Linked DNA regions of Sus scrofa: region 1 is linked to region 2. The links are chromatin contacts, called in public HiChIP or PLAC-seq maps. All regions are on one chromosome and are shown on one strand. The core of a region is the stretch at or near the end of the contact, and the rest is flanking DNA. Distances in the headings are between cores, read along the strand shown.

Region 1 (6,183 bases), core at 3,497-5,996, 74 kb after region 2:
GAAGGTCTATTCTGGGGCCCTCTCGGTGTAGCTTTCAAAAACTACAGGCTATGAAACCCACACAGTGCTAGACCGTTTCTTCTTCCAGATGTGATCTCAGAAAGTGAGCACATTATCAGCAAAAGGTTGCAAAATGGACAGTACAAAAAGATTGCAAACTTTTCTTAGAGTTGAGAGGACCTACCGAACGATGTTTGTCAAAAGCAAAGGCTGGAAAATAGAAGGTTGTCGAGGTCTTTGTTAGTAAAAAGGCTGTAAAAAGACTGGAATGACTACAGAAGTGCACTATTTTAAAATTTGGTTGTTGCTAGAAAGGTTTATGTAGTCACTTTTAGACACAAATGTGGGCATCACAGGTACAGCAGGACTTCTCAAGTTATGGGATTTTAGTTTTATTTCCAATTATTCTGCTATCAGCTAAAGAGTACAGTAACTCTTTTTTTCAGGGCAGGGTTCTTTGACTTACTTATGAAGATGGCTTCTTTTAAAATGTTGTAAATATAATTGTGCCACCCATTTAGAGAAAAGTTGTAGTAAATTAATGTTAAATGATGCCAATAGATTCCTCTACCCAACATTTAAAAGCTGCATCAGAAACTTCTCCAAGTTCGATGGAACAAATGAAAATGGCATGCTTAACTTTTAAAAACTATTTTCTATAACCAAACATATCACAGTTTACTGATAGCAGTGGCAGGAATTTTTTTTTTTTTTCAAAATTCTTTGTAAAGGAGATTCCCACATTAACACACTTGAAATAGGACTTGGCATAGCATAGGTGATCATAATCTGACTTGATTAAAGACTTTCCATATTAAAGACATTGGCATTAACTTAGAGTCAGGAAGAATTACTAACTGGTGGTTTTCTTCTTAAAAGTCCCTCAGACAATTTATTACATGATATGCTTGCTATGCTATTTTTCACCATATAAATGACAAACAAAACACAATGTGGCTGTGCCTTACGGTTCTGATAAGGGTCTATACAGACAGCACGGCATAGCTTTTCAATATTTTCATCATGTAGAACAGCTGTATGTATTTCTATCACCTGGAATTTTTTTAGACAATGTTTATAAACTTGTTAGGAGAGAAACTGCAAAGATTTCAGACTTTAATTTGAAATGTTAACAGGCCTATTTTATTATTTATTTACTTATTTTCTTTGTAGTGCACCCACGGCTCATGGAGGTTCCCAGACTAGGCGTCGAATCGGAGCTGTAGTGCCGGCCTATACCACAGTCACAGCAACGCCAGATCCTTAACCCACTGAGTGAGGCCAGGGATCGAACCTGCGTCCTCATGGATGCTAGTCAGATTTGTTTCCTCTGGGCCACAACGGGAACTCCAACAGGCCTGTTTTAATAGCAGAAAACAAACTGATCTTCCCACTAAATTACTATTCATATATATTTGTAAAAATAAAATCCCCCAGGCCATCAGTTCACAAGGATGGAGTTTTTTTTTTTTTTTTTCCTTTTTCTAAATAAATTGGTCTCTATTACTTACTACGTATGCTCATTGCTTATCCTTCTCAACTACTCATTACCTACACGTGTTTAGCATATATTTACACACACACATTCATTTTTGCAAAATGATTGAAGATCTTTGTTCCTTTATTTAAAAGAAATTTAATACCCATTGAAACTTGGATTAAAACCTAATAAAATCTTATCTTAAAACAAGTTTATATCAAACCGACTTTATTTTTGAACACTGTACAAACTTTTTCCCATTTAAAAAATCCGTAATTATTAACGAAATGCAAATTAAAACTACAATGAGGTATCACCTCACACGGGTCAGAATGGCCATCATCAAAAGGTCTATGAACAATAAATGCTGGAGAGGGTGTGGAGAAAAGGCAATCCTCCTACACTGTTGGTGGGAATGTAAATTGGTACAATCACTATGGGAAACGTATGGAGGTTCCTCAAAAAACTAAAAACAGAACTACTATATGATCCATCAATCCCAACCCTGGGCATATATCCTGAAAAAAATCATAATTTGAAAAGATACATGCACCCCCATGTTCACTGCAGCACTATTTACAACAGCCAAGACATGGAAGCTATCTAAATGTCCATCCACAGAGGAATGGATAAAGATGAGGTGTATATATATATGAATACTAGCCCAAAAAAGAAATAATGCCATTTGTAGCAACATAGACTTAAGAGATTATCACACTAAATCAGTCAGACTGAAGGACAAATATCACATGGTATCACTTGTATGTGGAATCTAAAAAAAAAAAAAAAAAAAGATACAAATAAACTTATTTACAAAACAGAAACAGACTCACAGACTTTTTTAAAGACAACCTTATAGTTACCAAAGGGAAAGGCTGGGGCGAGAGGAATGGATTGGGAGTTTGGGATTGGCACATGCACAGTATTGCCTATTGAATGGAGGGATGGCCAACAGGGACTGGTGTACAGCATAGGAAACTGTACTTAATATTCAATAATAACCTACATCTGAAAAAGAATGGATACGTGCTTATTTATAAGTGAATTACTTTGTTGTACAACAGAAACCAACACAACATTGCAGATCAACTATACTTCAACAAAATTTTTAAAAAAGAAAAAAAAAAAAAACCCATGAGGACCACAGCATCATGTATCCATGTGTAAAAATCCATGTTACACACCAAGCAACAGAATCAGGGCTACATAGGACAGGCTGTCTTTGAGCCATGTGTCAGTTGCCCTGCTCCATGAAACACTAACGCACTAGCCACCTTCTTTTTTCATCTTTTTGAGAAGGGCAAGGCACTCTTGAAGACTTGTTATTTGCATGACCAGAGGCTTTTATGTTTATGAAAACCTGAAAACAGGAGGCCCACAAAATAACAGTCATTTCAAACCAGAGATGATGCATTTTTTTTCCTCATTTATTCAAATTCACTGCAGGAAGTAAACACTAAAAGATTAAAAAACAAAACAAAAAATTCACACTGCAGTATGTACAGTTTCATGACATCACATGAAGAAATTAAATTTCTAATAAAAATGACAAATTATATTACTGAGCAGATCGCATCAAAATTGGTTGTGTAAACCCCAGAATTCATACCATGAATGGTAATGCGCCTCTATTCCAGGATACTGGAATACTCCTGGTATATTATTATGTTTCCAATGGGAGTAAAAAATTCATGAAAGTAGTTGTGTGAACCCTTTATGTTGAAAAGTGGTTGACTTGATTTAAAAAGTTTTAAGACCCTTGAATTCAAAGCACATTCTTTCACAAAGCTTAAACCACAGAAGTCATGTCCAGAAATGGAATACTGTTGTGTTGGGATGAACATCTGATCTGACTTAAGACATTTTGCCAAATGCACAGATGCACAGGGTCCCCCATGCACTTTTCATGCAGCAGGTAATCACAACTTAAATAAAAGGTTTATTCTATACATTTGTCCAGACTTGCAACTGTATACATACATGCACAATTTTTAAACCTGTCCGATTATATTTACACTTATACATGGAATATACACAAACCAAAGAGATTAAAAGGCTTTTCTGTTGTATTAGAACAATACAAAATATGTGTTTTTTTTCATTAAGGAAATCACTATTTACATCACCTTTAAAAACCAATTTTAACATCTTCATGTAACAAGTCAATATATATATATATATACATATTATATATATATATATAAAATATATACTCTCACCAGTTTACTCCTCTGTAAGATGCAGCAGAGAATAAACAGGTAATGCTACCTTACTGATGTCAATGAGAGCTGTAGTACCCTTTCACAAATGACTTTCTTAGGAAGAAATTGTCTAGATATCTAAAATAGTCTTGAAAATGTGTATATGTGCATCCTTGTATCTACATACGCATAAATGAAGTGAATTTATGGATGTATGCCCTTTCTCACCGCTCTTCTTTAAAACTGTACTAAATCCAAATTGGGGACACTCTCTAGTAAGTCAGAACAGCTGTCTTTGTGGTCATGTTTATTTACGTATGGCATAGCTTCATTTCTTTAACAGTGGACAACAATAACAACAAAAACAACCAACTGACCAAAGAAACAAAAAGATAGTAATGCTGGCCCTTAATGTTCTTTTTCCTGACCTAAAGTTCACTTCCATGTAAAGGCCCATAATCCCCTAACTGAGGGGGAGATATCACTACTTTTAACCTAGGATATTCCTAAGACTCCAGACCTTTCACAATGGCAGAAAAAAAAAAAAAATGCCTTGTTTAAAAGCTTCTTTATTTAGTGTAGACAGTAAGATTGTCACAGAGTAAAGATGAGAGGGAGGTGAATTTCTTCACTGGCCAGTGGAATTTTCATTTCAAAATCAGCATATGCCTTCATCTCTTCAGGATGTAGCATGATATTCACTCCTATTATTTTATAATATGTCCAGTCACTATTTACAAATCATTTTGAGAAAAAATAATGATTCCGGGTTTTAGATCATATTAGGAAATAACACCCATTTTCAATATAAAAATCTTAGAAACAACTTCAAGTAGAACAATTTCAAATAGATTTCCTTCTAATTAATAGTTGATTATACAACAATTTTTTGATAGGTCAGTTGCTAACCTGGTTTACAGTTAAAACCAAAAACATCTGGTGAATGAACTGTGGATTGTAAAAACTGAACTGAAAAACTTGATCTTGTTTCAACATAAAAACATCATGTGGCTCAATAGCATATTAAGTTTTTCCAAGAAAAACCAATGGTTATTTTTAATCACTATTTCAAAATCACAGATCCGATGGAGTGACTGTGTATAATTCTGTCATGTATATGTGCCCTCTGTATTTGTTTGTTTAGTTGAGTTTAGTGTCTTTCTTGGGTTTGAAATAAATGTTTTCATCTTTGTCAGCACTGTTCTGAGGACAAGGATTTTAATAGAAGTTAAGGATGTATTCGGGAGGAGTTTCCAAACCATCCTGGAATCACCTGAGTTTGGTAAGTGGCCCTGTTAGTCCATCCCTAAGGCTAATTAAGTAGATGTTACTCATTAGAACACATAAATAATCACAGATTTTCCTGAGATGTTGAGCCAGGTATGAAAGTTGTCCCCTTCACCCAATTTTTTTTTTTGTCATAAAAAGTATTCTGAACCCGATTTCCAAAGACATAACAGTAATATACGAAGTACAATATTGCAAATTTTGAGTTGATGTGTGACTATACTGGGGAAAATATAGGCATCAAATAGTTTGTTTACAATCCTGTGTTCTGAGAAAAGTCAGGCAATGGTTTTCAAATTTCAGAGTGCAGAAGAAACACCTAGGGAGTGTGTTAAGATGCAGAAGGAAGATTCCCAGGTCCACTTAGCAGAGATTCTTGTTCTGTGTAGATCTGAGATGCTGCCTAGGAATCTGCATTTTAAAACTAGTGCTCCAGATGATTCTAACGCAGGTAGTCTGAGTCCAGCTTTATTAAGAAACCCTGGTCACAAGACTCACAGGTACCACAGAAATGGTGAGAAGTAGCTTTTATAAGAGATGGTGAAAACTGTCCAAAGAAAAGCCATTTTGCTTCTGTTAAAAACAACTTATTTCTACTATTCAGGAAACCACCTGAAGATAAATGCTAACTCTCCTAATTCTGCAAAAGGAGGAATATTAATTTAGTAAAGTAGTTAAAATACAAAAATGGAAATCTGCCTTTTTTTAAGATCTATCAAACTTCCATCAATTGTAATCAATTTTTTACTAAGTAGTACAAGGTTTAAAGAAATATAGTGTATTGAAAAGGACTGGGGTGGAGCAGACACATTAGGGAATCATAAAACCCCTTCCAAGAGTTAAAAATAATTTTTTCTTTAGCAAAAGTGAAAAATGTAAGCATATTTTTCCTAATTTATGTTTGAACTGAATTGAGAAATAAATCCGAACTAGGTTTTTTAATTGAACTAGGTTCAACAATTATCTTTAAAGAGTTATTATTTAATAAATTGGCCTTAAAAAAAAATGTGTTGTGTAGGCTGACTTCTGAAAAGCAAAATAAAATACCCTAATAAAGGCAGCAATGCATTAATCCACTGTGGATGAAGATTTACATTTTAATGTATGCCTGTTATCTGTGATTAAAAAAAGGATATCATTCATAGGCTACTCACAGTTGTTGTCTGATGCATACAAAGTGTTAAACAACCACTGGCTAGTTCAGCAGCTTCCTCA
Region 2 (6,525 bases), core at 1,656-4,155:
AAAATGACTGCTGGTAAGACTGAAGTTTGAAGGATCAATGAAATTTGAAGGCAAAATATAGTATAGAATCCTAGAGAATGTTAAACCTTCAGTGAATGAACCCTGGTTAGAAAGTGTTCAGAGAAGCCTTAAGTTTTGTTCAGGGAGTACGGACAAATCGAAGTAGGAGAATAAACAAGAGGCAGAGCAGATTCCTTCAGTGCGATCACACAAAAATGAAAGTCATGGCAGAATATAATATATTAGTTAGACCCAGTTTTTTAAAATGTTAAAATAAGAAGAGAGAACTCCATGCCCAATTCCACATAACAACTCGGATCAATATTCTGATATGTCATGGAAAGAGGCCAGCTAAGGTTAGGTAATGGCAGTGCCCTGACCCACTGACCTTAGTGTGGCCTTAGAGAGTCAACGTTTTGCCATTAAATGTCAGATCAATTCCCAATGATTTAAACATTACTCAGAAGTCTCTGGTTTCCTGGAATCTTTAATTTAAAAAAAAAAACAAAAAAAAAAAAACAACTTCAAACACTACCATTTTCAAGAGCCTGAGGAATTATTACTTACAACATTAGCTTAACCATCTTGCTTGCTCAGTTGTTAACAGTCTTGTCTCAACGGCTTTCTCGCATTTATAAAGCAGTGCCTATATTATTTGTCTATATTATTATTATCTTAAATATATGTTTATCTCTATCTTTTTATGCTCAAGAAATAACTTTTCTCTTTGGGATTCTTACAAACAATCTACCATAGACTCAGATTTACTCTTATACTGCAATCACATATGAAAAGGTTTTTCTCCCTTTTGGTCAAGGACTGCCCATGTTTAATTTATCTTTTATCCATACAAGGCCTGATACCTTGCCTTTGGTAAGTATTCAGTGTTTACATAAATTAGTAAAATTTTAGCTCAACTCTACCTCCCTCAACTCAACAGAATTCCAGGGAGGTAAAAGGGAGCCCATTCCTATGTTCATAGGGGAACTTCTTAATTTTCTTCTTAGGAGTAAAGTGGACCAGTCTCTAGCCCTCCACAAGGAGAATCAAATCTGGTTGTCAACACTCCATAAAATGTCAGAGCTTCTCTGGGAGAAATGGCCTCTGCCTAGCAGTCCTGGATAAATAGGCATTTAGCAGTGATAATTCCAAACCTGCACTTTTATATAACAGGGATCACCAAAGATTCCTGTGTCCAGGGACTGACATATCTTTCTGATGGGCATGATACATGTTATTTGCATGACCGATAAAATGACTAAATGAGCCAACAATTGCCATCCCGAGATACCAACAAATTTCCACCTGGCTTCTGGCTGCTTGATGGTGTCACTTCCATTAGGTGTGACAAGTTGTAATCTAAAATAACACCTAATTTAGATCCTCATCCACTTTCAGAACTGCTGGGGAAAAAAAGGGGGGAGATTTCAGCTCCTTGCACTCCCAGCCTCCCCCTCCATCATACCTGCCTCATAATGATTGCTGACTTGTCTGCCAAATTTCCATTAAGGGCTCTGGAGCTCCTGGCACTTGCCTGGTTACCCTACTAAAGGTAATCACCAAAGATGACCTATTCTTGCCATCTGGGTGCATCAAACCAAAGGACAAATATCAGACATATGAAGATATATTTTATCGAAATACATAAAGGAAGAAAACAGGGAATAGGGATTTTTCTGCTGGTGTGATTTTCCACTTTTTTTAAAGTTTTTCAGACAACTCAATTATGCCAAAAGAGTAATTGTTATATTAAAGTATGACTGATTTACAGTGTTGTGCCAATTTCTGCTATACAGCATGGTGACCCAGTCATACATATATATACATTCTTTTTCTCATACTATCTTCCATCATGTTCTATCCCAAGACATTGGATATAGTTCCCTGTGCTGTTACCTCTAGAATGGATAAACAATGAGGTCCTACTGTGCAAAAGAGGTACTGTTGCCATGGACAACAGACACCCAGAGAGAGTCCATCAGCCTTCAGCTGCCTCCTGAATCAAGCTCTTGTTTTGTTAGCTGAGTTGAGGTTGTGGGGTGTGGTTAGAATCAGCAAAGTGCCCACTCTCCTCCCTCTGACCTTGGGTGTGGCTGGGACAACTCAGAAATTTGGTGTGGGACTTGGCTAGACTCTCCTACCTGCAGGGAGGATTCTTGGGCCTGACTTTAGGAGCGTCCTCACTGCAGATAATTCACATACTGACTCATTTGGCACTGGTTCTCAGCACTGCTTAACTCTCTGTTTTTCTATTGCCTTAAGGTACAGATGCTTTAAAACAGGAAAAAAAAAAAAAAAAGGACAATGAAGTAAATTTTTTTAAGGAAGAATTATCATCATTGCCCTGAACTGAGCTACCTGTAATTTGCTGTAGCCCATCACTGAGAGTAATGGCATAAACTTCTTTTTTACATTTCTCAAGAGCAATATTTCTTATTTGCATTGTGTAGTTTTCCATTGTAGGTAGTAGCTGGCAGACAAAACCCAGTCCTTTATGTCTTTCCTTTCTAGATGTCGATTAAAGTGTCGGGGAGGCAATATGGCTTGTCTCATGGTGACAGTCCTGCTTTCCTGGGTGACCTGTGACCTCCTTTCTCAGGAGATCTTGAGGTTAACATCACCGCTCACTGGACAATCTACACAGGAAGGAATGTATTCAAGACTAGAAAACGTGGGAGGAATTTAGTGAAGGAACAGGGCTTACTGAGCACAGAAAAACCACTGGGTACTTTTGCCCACCAAAAACCCCAATAAATAGTTATTTGCAGCTCACTGGTCAGCAACTCCAATCACCTGTTCAGACATATTCACATTAGTGCAATCCCTTGCTCAAATAGTACTCACTTGCCTTTCCTGGCCCTCGGAGAAGGGAGAAGGACTAGAAAATGTTGTAAAGCAGAAGTAAATTAGTGTAAAGCAGCTGAGAATGGCTGAGGCGATGGGTGAGTAAACATCTGTGATGTGACAGCAGTCAATTACATCTATAGCCACTTTGACCAGGCAGTGACCCCAGACCCACTACTACCAGGCCGAACAGACAGGCCTCCAGCCAGACCGCCATTGCATCTCCCCTCCCCTCCTGCTGCCTCTGCATGAAGGTTTGGGCCAAAGCCTCCAGTCACATCTCTCTTGTTTCTTGGGTCCAGGAAATGAGACCATCATTGCTCACCCCAGTCCAAACTTGCTTTATCTCAGAGTTCAGTATCAGCTCGGTCCTTTGTCACCACGCTGCTGGGAGGATCTCTTTTGTACAAGAAAAGAAGGACAGAATGTTGGAAGGGAACTCTCCTTGACAGATGGGAATGAGAGTGGTGTGAGTAACTAACTGGAGGCAATAAAGGTGTTAGCGAATCGCAGGAGGGAAGAGCGGACCAGGATGACTGACTCTTCCACACGCTGCGTGTTGCACCAGTGCCAGGGAGAGTTGCCTATCTCAGCTTCAGTGTTAAGAGCATGTGGCTCCCGCAGATTCACAATGCATGCATCGGCTTTCTCAGCATCACAAGCACTGGCGGGGTCCTCATCCACCTGACAGGGCTACCATCTCTTTGCCACCCTCCTTTCCAAAGCCTGTTCTCCTGGTCATCCCTCCTTTCTTTGTCCTAGTTCTTTTGTTCTTCTCCCCTCTGTTCTTCACATCTCTCTACATGATTTCCTCCTCTTCCTTTGGGATTTTTGTCTTAAAGTAAGGAGAGTCTCATCATCACGGTCAAGCCAGTGTCATGTAACCAATTACCCTCAAATCTAGCTCTATCCTCCATGTTAAGAAAACCCAGCTGTTGCTAAGAATGGTGTATCTATACAGTGTTTGTGTATGAATCATAGCAAGAATTCTTAAGGCAAGAAGACTGCTGAACCAAAAACTGTCATAACACAAAAGATCTTGAATGATTATTACCTCCCCCCAACTACATTCCATTTGACAACCAAGCAAATCACGACTTGGAAAAGTTAAATGTGTTCCTGAGGTTATACCAACCATCAGAGTGAAGGGGTCACTTAGGACCTAGGCTTCTGAATTCCCTATTTTATGAATTTTAACATAAAAATAAAAGCTACGGATCCTCTAGACCTCTATGCTGCATCCCTCTACTACAGAAGCAAACACAGCGAAAGAATCAGGGATGCTCTTTTGTTCTCCTGTTAAGTGTCTAACCTCAAGGAAGTCACTCACCTCCCTGGTTCTCGGTACTCCCTTTCACAGCTGAGGAGCCTGGACAGATCATATAGTTACTTCTAGTTCCAAAATTCAATGACCCTTTAAGCTTAACTCCTTTCACCAGAATACCTGTCATTTCTAGGTAAATGGTGTTCTCAGTCCTTTCTGCTAAAAGAGGTTAAGTAAATAAAAAGGAAAGATCGGGCTCTGCTTTTGGCCTAAATTATAACTTCATGACCAAGGATGAAAGAAGTTAATAGCAATAAGAAAGCTTCCAGAGTCTACCATTTACAATTTAAATACTTTACTTGGGAGGTTAAAAGTTCAAAGTTGAGTCATAGTCTGAGGTGGCTCTGCTCTTTCTTTTTAATTATCTGAGGTCAGGAAGTTAATAATACCAGAAATCCCCAGTGGAGACCTCTTGTGCACTGTGTGAACTTTAAACTTGCTCATTTTTTTTTTAAGGGTAAAAAGTTCAGTAAAAACACAGTGGACTTTTCCTCTGAGCCTCCACCCATTCATCCCCCAAGGTCAAAAGTTGAACTGTAAAACAGAAACCCTTGTTCTCTGATCCACATTTAAACAGATCACTTATTAAAAGGTAAACATTCCAAATGCAAGCTAAGATCCAAAGTGAATCTGTTCAATAAAAATAAAAATATTGTAATAAAATGTCTTTGATCTTTATCACTTGACTTGGAATTGAACATCAGAACTTATTTTTTTGAATCTCAGAGAAAGAGCAGTCGGTAAAGCTTTTTCCTAACCTATCTCTGCCCTGAGATTGGCTTATCTGGAAAAGTTAGATCTAAGATATTTTTTAAATAATTGTGTTTACAGTCTCATCTTAAGGCAATTTTTACAATGAATTCTACATGATTTACATTTGTTTGTTTTGCTCAAAAACAGTTCAAGTGTGGTTTAAATCAGAAAGATTTAAAGGACTGTGGAATTAAGAGGTTTGCTGAAAATGAAGAGGGATGTGGAGAAAATAGAGAAATGGATGAATGAACACAATGAACCTCCTGGGAATAAGGAATGGACTATATTTGAAAACTTCAAATGTTAAAGTTCAAAAATGGAGCCATGAGAACAGTGGTAGAGCCCTAAATATGTACAGTTGACCCTCCATCTCTGCAGGTTCCACATCTTCAGATTCAACCAACCATAGATCAAAAATATTCAGAAAAAAAAATTCCTGAAAGCCCCATAGATGCCAAGGGACGGCTACATTTAATAAGGATAAGACTAGCTTTCTTAAAATAAAAATGGCAAATTTAAGAAGTATGGAAGAGCCAACTAAATACTAACCTAATCCAATCAATTTGCTTAGAAAAACTCCCTGAATCACCATTAGACTGTTATGGTATGTACCCCCAAAGTGTCCTTTTCTAATAAAGTAAATAATATATGTGTCTACTTTTTTTCAATGTATACTCTTTGAGAATGCTTTTCCTTAAAAAAAATAATAAATAAAAAGTCCATTCTGTGAATGAACATTTGCTCCAAAAATCTTTTAAGAAATCACCTGTGTCATAATTTATCCAAATATTTTTCTACCTTAATAATTTTTGGACAGCTTAATGAGAAAAGTAGAGAAAATAGTGAGAACCTTGAAATAAAGGTTTACAATGAACACATGCATAATAAAGACTTTTCACTGATGTCAGTTAAGTTCTTCGACTTTCTGATTAATTTTAACACAAACTAAAACTAGAAGATACAGCTCTGAAGAAATTGTGACCTAGACCCATTTACACTTGAAGTAATTTTCACAACATCCTCTGGGACTCCTGGATGCAGCTGGATGACCCAGACCCAGGAATGACAAGCCAGGAAGGAAGCGGGGAGAACACATGGGGCTACTTCCTCTTCTTAGGACTCCCCTCTCAACAGCTGTAAAGAAGGGTGGAAATTCCTTGTGAGTCAAAGTGTGACTTCAAAGTCAAGGATGCAATCTGAGAGACGTGATCATATTGATTAGGATGTTGACCAAAAGGAAGTCACTGCATTTAGAAGAGTCTCCAGGGAAAATCAGGTATTACATCAGGAGGTGAATGGCATCTGGACACTGCTCAGACACTTAAGCTGTTATATTCATGAGAATGACTTCTGGTTTCAATTCATCTTGTGAATATATTCCCATGAATATTTATGTTTCTTTTTTTATTTTTAAGTCACCACATTATATTTGAGCTAGTTGTTTTCAACCTTCTGTCTGACTGAATTCTGTATTTTTTTTTTTTCCTTTCTTGAAAACCACTTCATTTCATAAGAGCCTATTATATGGCCAGCCCATATCGTGTTCTGGGCAGACCTACCCTCAATGTTCTCATATGATAGAAATCAAATTAGATCCACATAAA

What was found. HiChIP or PLAC-seq counts read pairs in DNA pulled down with a chosen protein or histone mark.
Region 1: an H3K27ac HiChIP or PLAC-seq map of alveolar macrophages shows a contact between it and region 2. The contact joins two enhancer-like sites. A contact is called at or near these places in 2 of 47 Hi-C or Micro-C datasets (embryonic fibroblasts and liver) and 1 of 2 datasets of contacts at active chromatin or transcription factors (alveolar macrophages).

The regions. Positions count from the first base shown.
Region 1 is chr13:179,821,040-179,827,222 of Sscrofa11.1, forward strand. NRIP1 (nuclear receptor-interacting protein 1) reads right to left here. Exons shown (of 3, transcript XM_021070819.1): 3 at 1,692-6,183. Among named protein-coding and RNA genes, the nearest start is that of NRIP1, 92 kb to the right of the region's middle. Within about 2 kb of position 4,747, at least 1 of the 83 cell types and tissues checked has an H3K27ac peak or open chromatin away from gene starts, as enhancers often do. A contact at or near this core is called in alveolar macrophages, where this site is marked.
Region 2 is chr13:179,748,821-179,755,345 of Sscrofa11.1, forward strand. No RefSeq gene overlaps it. Among named protein-coding and RNA genes, the nearest start is that of NRIP1, 160 kb to the right of the region's middle. Within about 2 kb of position 2,906, at least 4 of the 83 cell types and tissues checked have an H3K27ac peak or open chromatin away from gene starts, as enhancers often do. A contact at or near this core is called in alveolar macrophages, where this site is marked.